Linked DNA regions of Mus musculus: region 1 is linked to region 2. Evidence: chromatin contacts called from public HiChIP or PLAC-seq data. All regions are on one chromosome and are shown on one strand. Each heading gives the region's core, a stretch centred on a gene start, on an enhancer-like site or on the middle of the called end of the contact. The rest is flanking DNA. Distances are from core to core; before and after follow the strand shown.

The links. HiChIP or PLAC-seq counts read pairs in DNA pulled down with a chosen protein or histone mark.
Region 1: a CTCF HiChIP or PLAC-seq map of CD8 T cells shows a contact between it and region 2, with 6 read pairs. The contact joins two enhancer-like sites. A contact is called at or near these places in 1 of 15 datasets of contacts at CTCF or cohesin (CD8 T cells), 8 of 484 Hi-C or Micro-C datasets (CD4 T cells, bone marrow-derived macrophages, cerebral cortex and 4 more), 6 of 115 datasets of contacts at active chromatin or transcription factors (the 230-238 cell line, the SCID.adh cell line, double positive thymocytes and 3 more) and 1 of 9 other capture datasets (bone marrow-derived macrophages).

Annotation. Positions count from the first base shown.
Region 1 is chr7:122,351,288-122,354,114 of GRCm38.p6, reverse strand. The region is part of intron 2 of Prkcb (protein kinase C, beta); the gene reads right to left. Among named protein-coding and RNA genes, the nearest start is that of Gm51497, 56 kb to the right of the region's middle. Within about 2 kb of position 1,269, at least 53 of the 459 cell types and tissues checked have an H3K27ac peak or open chromatin away from gene starts, as enhancers often do. A contact at or near this core is called in the 230-238 cell line, CD8 T cells, the SCID.adh cell line and 1 more, where this site is marked.
Region 2 is chr7:122,315,337-122,318,493 of GRCm38.p6, reverse strand. The region is part of intron 2 of Prkcb (protein kinase C, beta); the gene reads right to left. Among named protein-coding and RNA genes, the nearest start is that of Gm51497, 21 kb to the right of the region's middle. Within about 2 kb of position 1,368, at least 49 of the 459 cell types and tissues checked have an H3K27ac peak or open chromatin away from gene starts, as enhancers often do. A contact at or near this core is called in the 230-238 cell line, CD8 T cells, the SCID.adh cell line and 1 more, where this site is marked.

The sequences.
Region 1 (2,827 bases), core at 20-2,519, 36 kb before region 2:
CAGTGTGACTGTTTCCACCACACCCTGGACCCAGAGTCCTAGAGCAAAGATGCTCTGTATTGGCTAATGTAGAACAAATTCTGATAGTTTCTGTTTCTTTATAAGGCTGACCTTGGACTTACTAAACTGCCCAAGCTAGCCTCAAACTTATGATCAATCCCCTTGCCTCAGCCTTTAGGGTCCTGAGGGTATGGATATCTGCCACCACACTCTGCCCAAAACATGCTGCTGAGAAACAAAATGTTTAGCTAGCATTTTAATGTGAGTGGAGGAGAGAAAATAAATTATTTTTAAAAATTAAAAATAAATGATATTCATATACTTCCTTATCTATTATAATCTATTTCCAGGGGAAAAAATTGTAAGAAACTAGTGGTATTTATTGCCTTTAAGTAGACAAACTGAATACCTAAGTCCAAACCAGCAGAGAGAAATCCTGAGTCGGTGAGACTGTAGGTAACTCTTCAAATAAAATGCAATTAAAGCCTTCTGTAAACAGGGCAGGATACAGCGATGCTGGGGGGAAACACTGCAGATATACATTGCTTGGCATGGAAAGCTGTTTATTGTGCTAATTGTGGGGAACAGAAAACAGATGTCAGGAATAATGTGTTTACAGCCAAGACTGGGTGTGCTGGTACCGGCCTGTCAACATACCACTCTAGGGGCTGAGGCAGAAGGGTCATGGGTATGAGGCCAGCCTAGGCTACACAAATAACTGTAGCCTGTCTCGAAATAATTAAAAATTGAAATGTGCATATGTACTTACTAAAATGTACAAGAACATAAAGAAACCCTGGCTCAAAATAATTAAAAATTGGAATGCCCATTTGTACTTATTAAAATGTGCATGGGAGATTTTGTTTTCTTCTCTGTTTTCATTTGATAAGTGCCCTTTAATAAGAATTTTAAATTTTATTAATTAAAAAGAAAGGAGAACCCATCTTTATGCTTTTGCTCTGTACAGTTTACTCCTTCCCCAGCAAGGCAGTGGCTCAGAAACTGTACTTCTCAGTACTTCTCAGGAATACCTTATTTGGAGGGACCGCAGAAAGGCCGCCAAGAAAGCATCCCTGTGGCCAGAAGTGCAGCAAGAGAGACAGGATTTCAAAAGACAGAGCTGTAAAAATCTCGGCATAAAATAAGCAACCAGGCTCTCATTTCAGCCATGTAAACAGTAATGTGTATTCATTAAAACTGCATTAGTCTAAGGAGTCCCCAGAGATCGGGCTGACGGGGGCGGGGCAGGGGCCGCCAGCTGCACCTGCTGTTGCTGACACAATGCGAGAAGACCAAATACGGTTTCCAGTGGATGGCATAACCATAAAGGAGAGAACTTGAGGGGTTTCTTGGCTTTCATCAGCCTTGTCAAAGATAAAGCAGTAACTGAAAAAAGACATGCACCAAAGACCCCAAACACATGGCTCGGTGTGGGTCGGCCCCGCCCTCCCCTGCTAAATGGTTCTCAAGGATAACACATGCTCACAAGCTGGGCTGGATGGATATCTCCAATGTGTTCTACTGCAGAGACTGCCTGGATCTCTGAGCCAAAGAAAGTGAAAGGCAAGCTCTTTCACCTTCCCCTAAAACCCAGAACAACTCTCAGTGAGCAAAACCCATCATGGAGAAGTTGTGGCCAACACCATTTTCAGGGCTTAGTATCCAAAGAGCTGCACATACCTTCATTTAGAGCCCCCAATCACCTGCAAAGTGGATCCTATTGCTGCCCCCATTTAAAAGTAAACTAGACATCAAAGCTCCAATAGGCACCATTCTTTACATTAAGTAACTGGGGGCTGAGAAGATGGCTCAACTGGTAAAGTGCCAGCCTGGCAAGCATGAGGCCCTGAGTTCAAATCCCCAGAACCCACATGAAAAGCCAGACAGGCTGCTGTGCACCCATAACCCCAGAGATGGCAAACTGAAGGGAACACGAGGATCCGAAGCTTGTGGACTGTGGTGAAATTTCAGCCTAATGAATGATGTTCTCAAACAAAAGATGGAAGGGACTTGAGGACTGACATCCACAGTCACCTCTGATCTCATACACAGCCTCCCCACCCCACCCCCAACACACACTTAAGTAACGGAAGCTTAAAAGCTTCACACACTTGAGAGGATTCTCACCCTAAGACAGAAATGGAGAAAGGCTTTCCTGTTCCCCCAGGTGTCGGGCCACATCTAAGCTCAGCTTAAGCTAAGAAAACCTAATAAGAGAGTAGCCACAGTCCCAGAATCAGTGAAGGGGAAAAAAACTTCCCTTTTGCAAGGCATGAAACTAAGTTGTTATCTGAGCAAGAATTCTGGGACAAGAAACAAAGGAAAACAAGAAGGTGGAAGAGATGTTCCAAGCCTTCCTGAAGCTAGCCAGGAAAGTCCTCCAAAGAGCTTCCTTCCCAGAAATGGAGCAGCTTCATGCGATGCTCATGTCTTTCTGGACATATCACTATTTAGCACTTTCAAGGTTAGCGAGTCCAATGTGAACTGCTTCTGTCACATCGCTCTCTGCCACACTCTCGGCTGACTGGCTTGTCTCCTCTTTTATGGCCTTGAGAAAGAGAGGAAGATAAAATTCTCAGTTCAATGATCTGCCTCATCATCCAGTATTGGACATCACTGAATGGCACAGATTCCAACCATCTCCATAGTGACTGCATCCATCACTGTATGTGTCTTAGTGAACCCACCCCGGCTTCAGCTCACCAGACTAAACCAGGTCAATGAGATCCTGCCTTGACTGCTGCACCCTCCAACCCAGTGTTTGCACTACGCAATGTTGCCCCTCACTCCATTTCCTTCGTCATTAGACCTAAGCTGGAGCTAAAGA
Region 2 (3,157 bases), core at 119-2,618:
TTTCTTTTTAAAAAAATATATCAGCACGACATTATGAAATTAGGAAAGTTCCCATTGATATTTTAATTTGTGTCTCTCTTGGAAAAGAAAGGAAGGGAGGGAAGGAAGACAGTACTGGGCCTGTATTACCATATTGGCAACCACTAACCTGAACTCAGCCGTGGTCATTCTGTCAAGTCAGGTACATTCCCTGGACTTTGCCACAGTCTCCACCACTCCCTGATGCCTCTATATAACCAAAACTGGTTATCATCGCCAAACTACATCATCCTTGTACTGATGTTTTCCCCATAGTACAGTAAAAAGAAAACAAGGCACATCTCAGTGAAAGAGGTAAAGGCTATAGGCTACAAGGACATGGACCATTGAATTCTCTATTTTTCCATATGAGAGAAGAACACTCTAAGGTTTGTTTCCAGGTATTTCTTATACCTGTTTAAGATAGCTGCTTTGCTCCTGGAGGAATAAGGATTTGAACACCTAATCTAGACAATGGGATGTGGTGGGCAGTCTCTATTAGAAGCAGGATCTAGATGAAGGGAAGGAAGACCCCCTCATGGGTTTTTGGAACCTGTTGTTTACAACCACAAATAGTGACTTTTTTCCTTGCTGTGACCAAATACTTGACAAGAAGCACCTCAGGGTGGGGGTTCATTCACAGTTTAAGGGGCTCAGCCCTTCCTGGCAGCAAAAGCAGTGGGCATTGGCTGTGGCAATGGGGGCTTGCCCACATCTGGACAGGTTAGGTAGCAAAGCCAGGACAAGAAGTGGGACCTGGCTATCAACCACAAGTCCCACCCCCTGAGACCAACTTCCTCTAACAAGGTTCCACCTTCAAAAAGTACCACAACCTCCCAAAATAGCACCACCAGTCCCAGACTAATTATTCAAACTTGTGAGCTTGAGGGACATTTATACTCAAGTCATAAGAATGGACACTGTGAGTGACTTGAACTCTTGGTATATTATGTGATGGGGTTCTATGTAACCACTTCTTTGTTCCAACATGGAAGTCAGACACTATTAATTACATCAGAAAGGTGTGGAACTGAATGCTGAGTCTAATATGATTTCAGTGACTATGGGAGGGGATGGCTGTAGGTGTTTGTTTGTTTATTGCAAGCATAGAAAAGCAGTTTTCTCTTCCAACTTGGAAAGTCTAGGGTTCTGTGAAGTTTCCACATTCACGACAGCCAAATATAAGATCAGGAAACAGCCAAGTGGTTTACAAAAGCAGAAAGCAAGAAGCTAGAGCAATTAGGGGTAAACGCACCGGGGAGTATTTAAAAACAATAATATTGGTGAGACCGTGTGGGTGTGGGTGTTGGACAGAATTAAAAAGCAGGCAAAGTGAGCCAGGCAGGATGGTGTGAGATACCAAGCTAAGAGAGAAGGCTTTGTGGTCAGCCTGGGAGATATAACAAGACAAGAAGAGAAGGGGGAGAAAAGGGAGGAAGAACAGAGTAAAAAAGCAAAGAGGAAGAGAAGGGAAGGGAAGGGGGAGGAGAGGTAAGAAGAAAGGATATGGGATGGAATAGGAAGGCAAGCCCTTAGCGCAGAAAGACTGCAGCCACCTCCAGCTGGCACGCTTTGCAGCTCTGTCCACTCCTGGCAGAATTCCCTTCTCGCCTACAAGAAGGAATCTCATCTAGAGTGCCTCCCATGACAAGAGGCCCCAGCCACAACTGACTGTTCCAGGGACAGACCTCTGACCTGGGGAAGGCTCATTGATTTATCCCAAAACCTTAGAATTAAACCCAAGAGCAGCTATGTATGCCACTTGGGGAGTAAGTGTGAAGGATGTGGCCAGAAACAGCAGTGTTTACAGAATGACAAGCCCAGAAAGAAGAATAACAGAGGCCTGTATGAACCAAAGCAGCTTAATGCCATGGCAGAGAACAGAAAATCTCCTTGATGGTTGGCTGGTTCTATCCATGAAACCCAGAGGCCCTTGCTGTTCTTCATTAACATGTCCTGACCACCAGTGACAACAGGGGCAAACAGCATTTCAGAGATGTTTCCTATGTGCTTAGTTTAACACTTATCACAAGTGCTATACATATACTAAGTCATATCCTTTTCCTGAAGACCCCGGGAGGCAGCTAATATTTATTATACTCCCTCCTCTTTTTGTAGGAAAGAAAACTGAGGCACAAGCAGGTGGCCACTTCCCAGACGTTAAGCTGGCCAAAGTGAGTTTCTATCACTTGTGAATTCGAATGTCTTCTTTGAAATGCATCAAGGTCTCATGCACTTGGGGGGGGGGAGGCAGCTGTGAGGAAAATGCTATCATGGGGACATTGCCAGTTCCTGCTGACCTAGTCAGCAAGGGACCATTTCCCAGAACAGGGGTGGCTACTGTACCAGAGCCTGGGACAACAAGAACTGTGGTGGGCCTTTTTTCAGTATCTCTTGAGTAATGTGCAAGTGTTGAACACCCACTGTGTGACAGCCACCATCTCAGAAGAGAAAAATAGAGAACATGATAGAGCTACATGTTAGAAGAGGAAGACGCGCTGACCACTCGAGCACAGGTATCGCAAGAGACAGTGAGGAAATGAAGAAGCTGGGGAAAGGTAGCTGGGGAAGGCTGGGGGAAGTGACACCTTCCGCTGAAAGAAATGATAAGAAGGGACCAGTGAGTAGCACCATGGAGGGGACGACACACAGTGAGATGTATGCCCTCTGGCATCCATGATGACATTGAGCAGCAAACCAAGCTTGGTGAACTCAAGCACTAGATACCAACCAGGCAGAGAGGCTGCAGCACAGATCACAGATCCTCCGTGTCATCTACTTGAACACTTTTGTGTGGCGGTCACATGGACAGAAAGACAGACACAAGTCAGCCTCTACCCTAAGGGCCCCAGAGGCTAGGGAAAGGAAAGCATGTCTGGTTACAAGAATGGCTTTTCCAACTGACCCAGCACTGAAGAGGCGGGGCAGGTGGATCTCTAGGAGTTCCAGGTCAGTCAAGGCCTCATAGGAAAACTTTGTCTCAAAAAAAATAAAATAAATAAAGCAACAGGAAGGAAAGAAGGAAGGGAGGGAGTAGGAAAGAAGAAAGGGAGGGAGGGAGGCAGGGAGGGAGGGAGAAAAGAAGGGAAGGAAGGAGGAAGGAGAAAATTCAGATCTTTGTACTAAAATCACCTAACTA